Linked DNA regions of Oryctolagus cuniculus: region 1 is linked to region 2. A link is a contact called in public Micro-C data. All regions are on one chromosome and are shown on one strand. Each heading gives the region's core, a stretch centred on a gene start, on an enhancer-like site or on the middle of the called end of the contact. The rest is flanking DNA. Distances are from core to core; before and after follow the strand shown. Region 1 holds the start of BLOC1S4 (biogenesis of lysosomal organelles complex 1 subunit 4). Region 2 holds the start of CFAP184 (cilia and flagella associated protein 184).

The links. A called contact is a pair of places that touch in the nucleus more often than the background predicts.
Region 1: a Micro-C map of ear pinna shows a contact between it and region 2, with 5 times the contacts expected there. The contact joins the promoter of BLOC1S4 here to the promoter of CFAP184 in region 2. A contact is called at or near these places in 3 of 6 Hi-C or Micro-C datasets (ear pinna, psoas muscle and an unstated tissue).

The regions. Positions count from the first base shown.
Region 1 is chr2:3,365,613-3,372,317 of mOryCun1.1, reverse strand. It overlaps BLOC1S4 (biogenesis of lysosomal organelles complex 1 subunit 4), which reads left to right and starts at 2,407. Exons shown (of 1, transcript XM_051830061.2): 1 at 2,407-3,335. The coding sequence starts at 2,461. The coding sequence ends at 3,078.
Region 2 is chr2:3,120,291-3,127,069 of mOryCun1.1, reverse strand. CFAP184 (cilia and flagella associated protein 184) reads right to left here and starts at 2,572. Exons shown (of 1, transcript XM_070069548.1): 1 at 343-2,572. The coding sequence starts at 2,169. The coding sequence ends at 568. TADA2B (transcriptional adaptor 2B) reads left to right here and starts at 2,564. Exons shown (of 2, transcript XM_070069549.1): 1 at 2,564-3,067. The coding sequence starts at 2,798.

The DNA of each region.
Region 1 (6,705 bases), core at 1,158-3,657, 250 kb before region 2:
GTCCGCTGGTCACTCCCCCAGTGGTGCTGCCCTCCATGATCCCAGAGAGCCGTGCACGTTACAGCCACCAGAGCACGGCGGTGAGAACCGGGACCCCCGCGCTGCCCCGTGGGCGCCCCACTCGGCCACAGCCGGGCGGCTCAGACATTGTCTTCCCAGGGCAGAGGCGCTGGCAGATGTGGCTGCCGGTGAGGCACCAGCTCTGCCCCGTCTTGCAAACAGTGGCCTCCCCTGCACCTCTCACCCGCCCTCTTCTCGGGGAGGGGAGGGGAAGGGGAGCGTTCCCGAGTCTCCCACCGGATCCTGGCTCCACCCTGAGGCCGCGTTTACTCCAGACACAGCCAAACTGGCTTCGGGCTTCAGCATCCGCATCTGGGGGCGGGGCCCGGACCTCCAGGCCAAGAACATCAAGGTGGGGCAGTTTGGCCAGCATCTCGTACCCATCCAAGGACTAGACGCTGACCACGCTTGTGTGCACTCAAGAGGATCTGGGTGCACTGGCCCACAAAAGGACTGGACGAGGATTCTCACAGCAGCTTTGTTCTAACACCACCCGGATAAAACCGCCCAGGTGTCCATCAGCGGGGGTACAGGCGAGACAAACGCGCTGTAGCCGTGCACCGCCCAACAGAGACGTCTGTGTCAGTCTGGTTGTGCTGGTAAAACAACGCACAGCGGGCACTCACGCTGACACAGGTCTCGCCTGGCTCTGGAGGGTTCGGAGACCACGATCCAGGGGCTGGAGGCTCTGTATCTGCTGACGGCCACCCCCAGGCTCACAACGGCAGCTCCTTGCTGTGTGCTGACTGGTGGGAGGAGCGAGGGGTCTCCTGTCTACATCTCGTTTGTCCGGAAGATGCATTTATTTATGTGGTTATTTGAAAGGCAGATGACAGAGGGTCCACCTGCAAAGGTACACAACGGCCCGAGCTGGGCCAAAGTGAAGTCCAGCGGCAGAAACTGCATCAGGGTCTCCCAGGTGGGCGGCAGAGACTTGGTAGCTGAGCCGTCACCTGCTGCCTCCCAGGTGCACGGGATCAGGAAGCCCCATCAGAGCCAGGACTGGAGCCCGGAGCCCCGACACGGCCGCAGGCATCCCAGATGGCGTGCTCACCGCGGCTCCAACCCCCGCCCCCGCGTCCCCCTTTTAGAAGGTGGCCAGTCACATCCGAGTGACCGAATCACCGCCCCACGGCCCACCCTGACGCCGTCACCCTGGGGCAGGACTCGAGAGCACCAGCACGCAGACCACAGCGCGCGCTCATGTGGTTCCGGCCCAGGCCCTTCACGAGGTCACGCTCAGAATCCGGCTGCGGCTCTGGCTCTGCGTCCAGGCCTTGTTCCTGCGGTTACGGGAACAGGCTGGGCTCTCGCCACGTGGGTTTCTCCTCGGGCTGCTGACCACGGGGCAGCGACTGGAGGGACCGCGGCGCTACAGCGCACTGCCTCCAGCCACACACCATCACGTCTGCCTTCTCCTGCTGGCCCTGAGCAAGCACTGGGCCCAGCGGGCTGAGACACCCGTGTGGCCGGCGGGCGGTAGGACTCTCCGGAGGCTGTCCCGAGTGCTGACTGATGTCCTTGCAACATGCAAACCACACACGTACATTCAAGAACCCCAGCAGCTTCAAAATATAAAACCTCACAAGGACGTATGTCCTGAGGCCGGCGCTGCGGCACGGGTTCGCGTCCCGGCTGCTCCACTTCCGACCCAGCTCCCTGCTAGTGCACCCGGGACAGCCGCAGAAGATGGCCAAGTCCCCGAGCCCCTGCACCCGCGTGGGAGACCCGGGAAAAGCTCCTGGCCTCGGATCAGCCCAGCTCCGGCCGGGGCGGACATTTGGGGAGTGAACCAGCAGATGGAAGACCTCTCTCTGTAACTCTGCCTTCCAAATAAATCAGTCTTTTTAAAAAAGGACTTGGGTACTACGGCCTCTTCTAGCGTCCGGTTCGAGGGCAGACTTTGGTAAACGACCTAGACCTCGGCGCCTGACACTGCTCCCGCACACCCAGTGCCCCGCGTGTGTGCGGGGGAAGGGGCAGCGCAGGCTTTCCTGGGGGGCTGGGGGCCCCAGTAACTCAGGACGGCCACTCCGTCACCTGGCTCTCGGCGCCGTCACAGCGCACGCTCCGTGAACATGGCCTGCGTAGGACCACGGGCCGCCCGCCCGCCTGCTGCTTTCGCAGCTTGGGAGGAGACAGCCGGAGGCCTCCATCCCGCCCCGCTCGGGCCCCACGGCCGCAGCACAAGGCCTTGAGGCCGCCATAGCTTCTCCGAGTTCCTGTTCCGGTCCGCGTGCGTGCGCGGGCGAGCGAGCGAGCGTGCGCGCCCCCGGAGCCCGGACTCGAAGGCGGCTGCGCGTGCGCCCTGAGCGAGCACGGCGGGCGGAAGTGGGGGCGGGCGAGCGTGCGTGCGTGCGTGCGCGCGCGTGCGCGGGGAGCGCCCTGGGCCGCCCGGCCATGGCGGAGCCGCCCGCGGCCGAGGAAGCCGAGGCGCAGGGCCCCGGCTGGAGCGGCGGGGACAGCGGCCACGTGTCGCAGAGCCACAGCAGCGCCTCGGGGCCGTGGGAGGACGAGGGCCCGGAGGACGGCGCGCCGGGCCGCGACCTGCCGCTGCTGCGCCGCGCCGCCGCGGGCTACGCCGCCTGCCTGCTGCCCGCCGCCGCGGCGCGGCCCGAGGTGGAGGCGCTGGACGCCAGCCTCGAGGACCTGCTGACGCGCGTGGACGAGTTCGTGGCCATGCTGGACATGATCCGCGGCGACTCGGCGCACGTGGTCCGCGAGGGCGTGCCGCGCATCCACGCCAAGGCCGCCGAGATGCGGCGCGTCTACGGCAAGATCGACCGGCTGGAGGCCTTCGTGCGCATGGTGGGCAGCCGCGTGGCGCGCACGGAGCAGGAGGTGGCCAGGGCCGAGGCCGAGCTGGGCGCGCTGCCCAGGGCGCTGCGGCAGCTCCTGCGCAGCGTGGGCGGCCCCGGCTTCCTCGCCCGGCCGCCGCCGCCGGCCCCGCGCGAGCCGCCGGGGCTGTTCCGCACCGAGGACCACTTCCCGCGCCGCCGCGACGGGCCGCCGCTCTGAGGACCGCGCGGGGCCCGCCGGTGCGCCGCCTGCCACGGCCCCGGAGAAGCCGCCGAGCCGCCGCAGCCCTGCGGAGCGTGCTGGACGGGTCCGGTTCTCTAAGCCGCCTGCAGGCGCAGCGTCCAGCAGGAAGCCGGACAGCTCCGAGTAGCCGCGGGGTGCGCCTGCGCCGAGCTCTGGCCGCGCCTGGCCGCCGTAGCCGATGGTTGCTTTATAATCTACGTGTCAATAAAAGTTAAATTATTGTTGGTTTGGAAGTAGGCGGTGGTGTTCCCGGGAGAAAGAAAGAGGCTGGGAGGTGCCCCGTTGTCTTTTTTTAAAGATTTATTTATTTCAGGCCGGCGCCGCGGCTCGCTAGGCTAATCCTCCGCCTTGCGGCGCCAGCACACCGGGTTCTAGTCCCGGTCGGGGTGCCGGATTCTGTCCCGGTTGCCCCTCTTCCAGGCCAGCTCTCTGCTGTGGCCAGGGAGTGCAGTGGAGGATGGCCCGAGTACTTGGGCCCTGCACCCCATGGGAGACCAGGAGAAGCACCTGGCTCCTGCCTTCGGATCAGCGCGGTGCGCCGGCTACAGCGGCCATTGGAGGGTGAACCAACGGCAAAGGAAGACCTTTCTCTCTGTCTCTCTCACTGTCCACTCTGACTGTCAAAAAATATACATTTATTTTTTACTTGAGAGAGTTAGGAAAGACAGAGAGAGAGAGAGAGAGGTCTTCCATCCTCTGGTTCACTTCCCAATTGGCTGCAACAGCCAGAGCTGTGCCGATCCGGAGCCAGGAGCCAGGAGCTTTTTCCGGGTCTCCCACGAGGGTGCAGGGCCCAAGGACTTGGGCCATCTTCTACTGCTCTCCTGGGCCACAGCAGAGAGCTGGATCGGAAGTGGAGCAGCCAGGACTCGAACCGACGCCCATGTGGGATGCTGGCACTGCAGGCCAAGGCATTAACCCACTGTGCCACAGCGCAGGCCCGTGTCTTTTTTTGTTTGTTTGTTTACTTGAAGGGCAGAGTCAGAGGAGAGAGGTTGTATCCACCGGTTCACTCCCCTTGTGGCCACCAAAGCCAGGGGGCGGCCGGGAGCCAGTACTGGCCTCCACGCGGTGGCGGGGCCTAGCGCTAGAGCCGTCTTGGGCCTTCCCAGGTACATCAGCAGGGATGCGGGGGCTTGAACCGGTGATCCCGGCCAGGGCGGGGGGGAGGGGCGTGGCGGCGCGGCGTGGAGGCCGACACAGCGGGTGGTGTCGCCCTTAGCGTTCCTCATTGGGGAGGCATCGCTCACAGGAAGCAGCGCCTGGATTTAGAGGCCGAAAGCGCAGGCACCGCGGCTGGCACGGGGCAACCCCGGACCCCGGACCTGTGGCAGCCTCCTTACACACACCCGAAGGCTGTACTGGAAGGCAGTGAGTCGCGGGGAGTTAGGGCACTGCTGCGGCCGGGAGAGAAGCTAAGTCCCAGGAGGTGCCAGCCGCAGCGTGCTGTGAGCGGAGACCTTCCCAGTCCCAGGGCTCAGTTACCTGCAGCAGAGGGGGCCGGCAGATGGAGGACCTCTCTGTCTCGGCCTCTTTCTAACTCTGCCTTTCAAATAAATAAATAAATAAAACTAGGTTGAGAAAATTAGAATAGTAACCAATAGGAACGGTAATCGGCTCAGCTGTTGACTTGATTTTAAGTTTACTTGTGAGGCAGAGTGGCCGCTCCGGGTGCTGGTTCACTCCCCATTTGGCCTCAGCAGCTGAGCTGGGCCAGGCCAGGTCAGGGGCCAGGGGCCTCCGCGTGGGCTGAGCGAGGACTCGGGTTCTTGGGCGGTCACCTGGAGTGGGCAGCGGAGACGAACTTGAGTGCACGCCCTGTCCGAGGAGGACACGGCCGGCGTCCTGGTTGGCACTTAGCCGCTGTCAGGCGCTGCGTGGGGCGATGGCAAGTTCTTGTTGAGGAGGAGGAGAAAGATGGGCTCGGGATGCCGGGCAGGCAGCACAGGTCCCCGCCCCGCCAGACAGGCCAGTGGGAAGCCCAGCGTGCCTGTCCCCCACTGCCCCCTGCTCGTGGGCTGGGCTCCGTGGGCTCTGTGGGGCTTGTTGGGTTCCCAGCAGGAAGTCCAGCGTGCCTGAGCCCTGGACCAACGGGACAGGTGGCGAGGCAGACGCGGAGCTCAGTCAAACGTGTCCGCGGGAAACCAAGCTCCCTGGAGCTAAGGACGCGGAAGGAGGGTCGGGGTTCTCCCAGGAGCCCCCGGGCTGGCCTGCGCGTGCGAAGGTCAGATACCAGGGGCAGCTTCAGCCAACCCAAGCCTTAGGGGCTGCAGGTGCTCGCGGGGGTCCAGGGAGGGCGTCTCCCTTAGCCACGCCCCGGGAATGTGCAGGCCAGGCGTGCAGCATTGCCTTTCCGAGAGCAAGAACAGAGGTTTCCAAGCTTTGCAAGGTGGCCGAGCAGTCGGGGACGCGAGGTGGGGAGGGCGGGGCCGTGTCTGGTGCAGGCACAGCTGCTGCCCACCAGGGGGCGCTGCGGGAGCAGGAAAGGCCTGGGAGGGCCGGTCCAGCCTCTGCCTCCCGGAACCCAAGGCCCTGGCGTTGGAGCTGCAGAGCCCCGGGACCCTGTCCATCCTGAGGGGCTCGCGGGGTGCAGAGTAGGGGCTGCAGCAGTGGCTCAAGGCACAGAGCGGGGAGGGGCAGCACCGGCGGCCCGCGGTCTGTGGCTCTGGCCAGTGGCCTTTGCCTCTTTGGAAGGGCTGCACCCGTTTCTTTCTGTACTTGTCTGTCTGTCTCCTCCACGAGGGCACGGATGACGGCCATTGTCCATCTCGTCCATCTCAGTCCGCGGCACCGGCACCGTGCCCAGTGCAGAGCAGGCTGTCCCCTGTCTCGGGTGAGTGAGTGGAAGGGGATGGTGAGGACGTGTGGGCGGCTGGCAGGGAGACAGAGGGCCCGCGGGCTCAGCTCCCCAGGTCAGGACTGGACGTGCCCTCCCCGCCCCTGCCCTGAGGTCCTAGCACGTCCCATAAGCCGGGTATCGCTGGCCGGATTCGCCTCTCGTCCGGCCCTGTGGTACTTCAGCCTGACGAGAGAGCTTTCCTACCACCCGCCCCTGGGCCTGGTCCTCCCCCTTCTTCCCAGTTCAGCCTCACGCGGGGAGGAAGACCCCTGGGGTCCCAAGCAAAGGAGAGACTCGCCAGCACGTGGGTGCACACGCATACATGCCCACACGCATAGCACACGTATCACACACATGTGAACACAGCTGTACTCATACAAACACGCATACGCACGTATAAGCATGTACACAGAGTTGTGCGCACACACACATGAGGGCACACACATGAGCACACGTGCATGTATATGCACAGTCATGCTGGCATGTACACATGCTAACACATGTGGACACAGTCATACACACAAACGTGTACACACACGCATGTACACAGAGTTGTGCAGGGTAAGCACGCGCACACACATCCATGCACACACACGCAGAGACGCCACCCCTGTGGCCTCTCTGGCCTCTCGGTCCTGTCCTGTGGCCCAGGCTCCCAGGTCGCTCCCCTACCGCAAGTGTCCTGGGGTTTCTCGGATCTCCCGCGTCTCCCTCAAGGAGGCGAAGCCACAAACCCCGCGTGGCCCCCCCTCCCGGCCTCTGCG
Region 2 (6,779 bases), core at 1,323-3,822:
GGATGAGGGAAGGGATCCCAGCACCCAGCTCCAAGTTAGGCCCTGGCCCTGGGCTGGGCGTTTGGGCTGACTGGGGGAGCCGGCATGTGGTGTAGTGAGTAAAGCCTGCCCGCAGTGCCGGCATCCCATATGGGTGCTGGTTCGAGTCCCGGCTGCTCCACTTCCGATCCAGCCCTCTCTGCTGTGGCCTGGGAAAGCAGAAGATGGCCCAAGTCCCTGGGCCCCTGCGCCCACGTGGGAGACGCGGAGGAAGCTCCTGGCTCAAGGGTTAGGAGAGTGCTAGTTACCTGGCAGCACCTGCACCTGGTGGAGTAGGAGCAGTGACCAACACCACACGCGCGGTACCCACAGTGAGGTTTTAATCGTCAGCCCTCCGTGTGGAAGGGGAACGGCGCCCCCTGGCGTACGCGGTTGGAATCGCAGGATCGTTCAGCCGCGGGCGGGCGCCGCAGTTTATTAACAGGGACTGGACACGCACCGGCGCGTGACCCCGCGCCAGGCGCACGGGCGAGCCGTGCTGCGCTCGGCGCTGACTGGGGAGCCGCGTCTCCGCGGGGCGCCGGGGCGTCAAGACGGCAGGAAGGCCTTGGCCTCCCTGATCTTCTGCTTGACGCCCTTGCAGGACAAGAGGAGCCCGGCGTGGTGGCGCTGCAGGGCCTCCAGGCGCTGGGTGAGCGCCGCCGTCCTGTCCACCTTCTCCTCCAGGTCGCGGAGCAGCGCCTCCTTGCCCAGCAGCCCGCACCTCTGGCTCAGCTTGACGTTGTCCACGCGCAGGCTGTCGCGGGCCTGCTTGGTCCTGGTCAGGACGTCCCTGCCCTGGGCCACCTGGGCCTCGATCTCCAGCAGTTGCGCCTTCTTGCAGGCGTTCTCCGTGTCCACGAAGTGCAGCTTCTCCCGCACGTGCGTGATGACCTGCACGTGGCTGGTCACCTTGCCCTGCAGCCGCAGCAGCTCCTCGCTGCGCTCCTCCACCTTCTCGCTGAACGTCTGGTTCTCGATCTTGAGCTGCTCGAAGTCGATGAGCAGCAGGCCGTCGGCCAGGCTCTCCTGCGCCCGCATGCGCGTCTCGAAGTGCGCCAGGCTCTGCCGCAGCTGCACGTTCTCCAGGCGCACGGCGCGCATCTCGCGCTCCTTCCTCTCCTCCAGCGCCTGCAGCTGCTCCACCTCGCGCACGGCCGCCTGGCGGCCGCCCCGCAGCCGCCCGCTGCCCATGGCCTGCAGCACCACCTGCCGCTTGAGCGCCTGGAAGCGGCGCCACTCGCGCTCCGCCCTGGCCAGCCTCTCGCCGGCCTGCCGCTGCAGCTGCGCCAGCTCCTGGTGGTACCACTCCAGGTCGTCGGCCTCCTGCTTCCGCAGCTCCTCCAGCACGGCCAGGTGCCGCACGTACGCCTGCTCCTTCTCGGGCGCCTCGGCCTCCGCGGCCCTGTCGGGCGCCTCGCCCGCCTCCAGCCCCTTCTTCCTGCGCAGCGCCTCGGCGATGCGGTGCTGCAGGTGCAGGTTGCAGCGCTGGTAGCGGCCGCGCTCGGCCAGCAGCGCGCGGTACTGCTCCAGGAGCTCGCTGCGCAGCTGGCGCTCCTGCTGCTGCTGCACCTCGGCCGACCACTCCAGGTCCTCGTAGTCGCCCGCCCGCTCCTGCGCCGCCGCCTCGGCCTGCGCGGTCGCCGCCTCGGCCGGCGGCCCGGGCGCAGCCTCGCTCGCCGTGGACGCCCGCAGGGAGGCGCGGGACGGGGCCCTCCTCTCCTCCCCCGCCGCCGCCGCCGCCGCCTCCTCTTCCTCCGCCGCCTCTGGCCGGGCCTCCGATGCCCGCTTGGCCGGCTCCTCAGCCCCGACCGTGGACAGCCTCCCCGGCTCCAGGGGCCCCTCCTCGCCCGCGGCCTCCGGGGCCTCCGGCCCTTCCGCGGCCTCGGCCTGCTCGTCCACGGGGGCGCCTCGCTCGGGGGCCTCTGCCGCCTCTTTCTCCTTCTCCTTGTCCTCCTCCTCCTCCTCTTCCTCCTTCTCCTCTTCACCCTCCCCCTCCTCCTCCGTCTCCGGCCTCGGCTCCTGCTCCGCAGGTTCACCCGGAGCCCGGGGGCCGGAGCTGGCCTCGATGTCGGATGGGCGCCAGGCCAGGCCTGCCTCGTCTCCGCTTTCCTCCATGGTGCTGACCCTGTGCTCCGTGTGGTCGTCCATCTCCGACCGGCTCGGCCAGGGCAGCGGACCTCGGCCGCAGGCTGTTAGGTTTCCCGGGGCAACCAAGGGCGCGCGCGGTGGGCCCGCCGATTGGCCCGCCAGCGGCTCGACGCCACGCCCCCTCAGCCCCGCCCCCTGAAAGCGCTGGCCAATAGCGAGCCGCGAGCGGGAGAGGCACGGAACCGATTGGGAGCGGGCGTAGGCCGGCGCCGCGAGGGGCGTGGCGCTCCGCCTCCCTCCCCGCCCGCCCCTCTCCCACCGCCAGGCCGGGGGCGGGGCGCCGCGCAGGCTCGGGGGCAGGCGGCGGCCGGCGCGCGCGGCGCGCAGGCGCAGAGCGGCGGGCCGGGTCCCCGCGCGGGGCGCCTGCGCGGTGCGGCGGGGCGACGGCTGTGGCGGCGGCGGCGGCGGCGGCGGCGGCGGCCGGGCCGGGCCGGGGCGCCTGCGAGCGGAGGCGGGCCGCGGCCCGGCGGGCCGGCGGCGGGGCGGCGCCTGGGCGGCGGCGGCCGCGGTGGCGGCGGCGGGCGGCGGCGGCTCGTGCGCGGCCGGGGCGGCGGGCCCCGCGGGCGGCCCGGCGCTGACGGCCGGCGGCGCGGCGGCGGCGGCGGCGGCGGGCGGCGAGCGGGCGAAGATGGCGGAGCTGGGCAAGAAGTACTGCGTGTACTGCCTGGCCGAGGTGAGCCCGCTGCGCTTCCGCTGCACCGAGTGCCAGGACATCGAGCTGTGCCCCGAGTGCTTCTCGGCCGGCGCCGAGATCGGCCACCACCGCCGCTACCACGGCTACCAGCTGGTGGACGGCGGGCGCTTCACGCTCTGGGGGCCGGAGGCCGAGGGCGGCTGGACCAGCCGCGAGGAGCAGCTGCTGCTGGACGCCATCGAGCAGTTCGGCTTCGGAAACTGGGTGAGCAGCCCCCGCCCGGGTCCCCGCGGGCCAGCGCGGGGCGGCCGCAGGTGCGTCCTGCGAGGGCGTGGGCCGGCCCGTGTGCTGCCCCGCCGGCTCCGGGCCTGGGCCCGCCGCCGGGCGCTCGGGAGGTGGAGCTGCACTGGACGCGCCCGGGCCGGCGGGGAGAGCCCGGGCCGGCTCCTCGGGGGTCTCCCGGCCCCCCGCCCCCACGCCCGAGCCGGGAAGGGGCACCCACCGCCCCGCGTCCCCCGCGTCCTGCGCCTCTCCGTGCGGTGAGCAGGGGCTGCCTGCGTCTCTGTGCGCAGCCCTGGGGTCTCCGGCTCCTCCGGCTGACGGTGGGCGCTGGGCCGGCCCTTCCCCCCGGAGCCCCGTCTCACTGCCCCGCGCCGGGCTCTGCTCTGTGCCGACGGCGAACGCCGGCCCTCGGCCCAGCCCGCCTTTCTTACAGCCTCGCCCGCGTGTCTCAGCGACACCGCCACTCGGGAGTCCACCCGTCACTCACGACACGCCCGTCAGGACTCCCACCCGTCTCGGGACTCCCACCTGTCACTCAGGACTCCCACCTGTCACTCACGACTGCACCTGTCACTCACGACTGCACCTGTCACTCAGGACTCCCACCTGTCACTCACGACTGCACCTGTCACTCACGACTGCACCCCTCACTCAGGACTCCCACCCGTCACTCAGGACTCCCACCTGTCACTCACGGCTCCACCTGTCACGGCTCCACCGGTCGCTCACAACACCCGTCGCTCAGCACCCCCACCGTGAACGGACACCCACCCCGGGCGCGCCTTTCCAGGACAGGTCCAGGCGCTAGCCTGCCGATGCCCCTGCTGACAGCCCGGCCCTGCCGCGCCCCTGGCGGGGTCCCCGACGGCCCGTGTCGCACACCGCCTGCGTTCGGCCTGCCCTTGCTGCGTGCCCGGTGCGCTGCCCGCCCGCCCGCACGCCCGCACGCGGGCGCTGGAGCTGTTGGCTGAGCTCCCCGTGGGCCTCGCGGGGCCTCAGCAGCCCTGGGCTGGGCCTTTGGACCAACCGGTCCGACACGGACAGGGCTGGGGAGGCGGAGCCTGCGTGCCGTGTGGCGCCTGGGGAGCCGTCCAGGTGAGGGCAGGGAGGGCCCTGGGGCGCGGCTGCCAGGGCCTGCGTGGTGCGGCGCCGGCCGGCCAGGCCGCGGGTGGTGCCGGCGCGGCTCTGGCCTCTGGCTGTGCTGCTGGGCGAGCTGCCTCACCCCTCTGGGCCTCCAGTCTGCGGCTGGAGCCGCGTGGTTCCGCCCGCGCGGGGGGCGGGGTCTCGCTGGGCCACAGCTCCGAGCCGGCGCCTGTCCAGGAGCCCGTGGCTTTTTTTTTTTTTTATTTTAAATTCTATTTCTCTTTGAACCTTTTCGTGATTTTTAATTCTATTTATCTTTGAACTATTTTTTGGTAATTTTTTATTATGTTTATCTTGGAACATTTTAAGGAAGATTTTGCTTTTATTTTTTGAAGGGCAGAGTTGGGTCCTCCGTCTGCTGGTTCACTCCCCAAGTGGCTGCAGTGGCCAGGCGGGGTCAGGCCGAAGCCGGGAGCTGCTTCCGGGTCTCCCGTCCTCGCCGCTTTCCCAGGCCACAGCAGGGAGCTGATGGGAAGTGGGGCCGCGGGACTGAACCAGGGCCCTGATGGAGTGCTGGCGTCGCAGGCGGCCGCTGTGCTCCGTGCACCGCAGTGCCGGCTCCGGTCCCGGGACTTCGTAGGTGCTGGAGCCGGGTGGCTGCGGGCTGTGGGGTTCCCGAGCCTGGGCCTGCCGCCCGGGCTCAGCACTCAGGACCCTCGAGGCTGGGGTGTGGCCAGATCCTGCGCTGGTTCCGTGGGAGCCCACGCACGGGACAAGGACAGGGCCGCGTCGGGGAGGTGGAGGGAGGAGCACGCCAGGCCAGAGGCCCCGACTTCAGCAGCAGGTCCTGGGTGAGGCTCAGCGGGAGTCGGGGGTCGCAGGCGGGGCGGGCTGAAGGCAGCCGAACCATCACAGGAGGGGCCGGGCCTCGAGGGGCCGTGGGAGTCGAGGTTTGAGTAGAATGGGACAAGCATGTGGCTTGTCTGGAATCTGGCCAGCCCGGCGCATTGCCCGTGCGCCCCGGCTCATCCTAGGAGGCAGGGGAGTCCCGAGGGAGGGCTTTCCCCGCGTGATGACAACGGCTGCCCCAGAGCTGGGGAGCCGGGGCCGTGCCGTCTCGGGGCCCTCTGTGCGCCGCCCTGCTGGACCTCGCCAGCGCCGGGTGGTGAGTGGGCGCGGGCGGGCCACAGGGAGGTGGTGTGCTGTGGCAGAGGGAGGCCAGCTTGCTGGAGCTGGGGCCTCCCCGGGCCGGCGGGGACAGTCTGCCAGCCTGGCGTGAGGCAAACGAGGCAGAAGCCGGGCCCGCTGCCCTGTGCTGCCTCCCAGCCTCCACCTTACAATGGGGAGGCAGCGTGGGCGCAGAGGGGCGCGGGCAGAGCCGGCATTGGCCTGGCCCCGCCTGACTGCTCGGCAGTCGCTCACCCCAGGGCCCCCAGGGAGCGGGGGTGTAAGGATTCCGGAGCTCCGAGGGCCCGGGCTGGCTGGGCCGTGGCAAGGGGCCCTGCCCACTTGCCAGGAGGTGTCCAGAAAGTGGAGTTCTTAGGATTGCCTTAGGGGCGCATGGCAGCAGGCCTGAGTGCGGGTGCGGAGCCTGCGGGGGCTCCCCGGGCGTGCGAGCGGGGTCAGGGACCCCGCTTTGAGAGCCTGTGTGTCAGAGAACGGAGACTACGTCTCAAAGTCTCAGACGTTATCTTTTATTTTCCTAACATTTTTATTGTAAAATGACGTAAAGGTTACCATTTCGCGCGTACCGTTTGGGGGCACTGAGAGTCACGCGCAGCCATCAGCAGCATCCACGCAGACCTTGAGCGAGCCCGCCTCCGTGGCCGGGCCTCGTCGGGGCCCCGTGAGTGCAGTCGCCCCGTGCCTGTCCCGTGGAGGTGACCAGGCCTCCCCAGGCCTCCCCCCTGCTGGCCGCTGCGCGTGGACACACCGACACCCCAGCCTCGCTCTGCGTTCCTGGGCGGATGCTGGAGGCCTTCGTCTGAGGACGCGCGCGGCCCGCAGGCCGGGCCTCTCCAAGGGAGTTGGAGGAGGGGACCAGCACCCGGGGCTTCTGTCCGACGAGGCCAGGAGCAGTGGCCGAGGAGCCGGGGTGCCAGGCGCCACCGAGCCCCCGGGAAGACGCCACACAGCCGCTCTGCAGGGGCAGGGCGAGGCCAGCACGGGGCAGAGCTGTGTGTGGGCCCCTGTGTGACCACAGGGAGCTGGCCTGCAGCCAGTGGCCTTTGCCCGCTGGGTCCGAGTGGGAGCGGAGGTGACAGCAGGACTGCGAGGGCGGCTGGGGGCCCAGGTTTGGTGAGTGGGCAGAGGGCAGTGCCAGGAGCTCCCAGGAGATGGTGCTGGCCGGACCGGGTGGGCACCTTCCGGGGTTCCCTCCCCCCTCGTGGCCAGGGCTTCACTGTGAGAGAAAGCGCCCGTCTTCTGACTCGGCCCAGGCGCCCCTACCCCTGGGGCTTGGCTGGAGGTCTCCTGTGAGAGCCCGTCACCCTGCCCCAGCTGTGCCCCCGCGGGAAGCGTTAGCAGGGCTGGAGCTGGGACGCGACCCTGCCCCGCGGGCCCGGTGTCCACCCGAGCGTCCCCAGGGCCCCGCTGAGGACGGAGGGCCTCG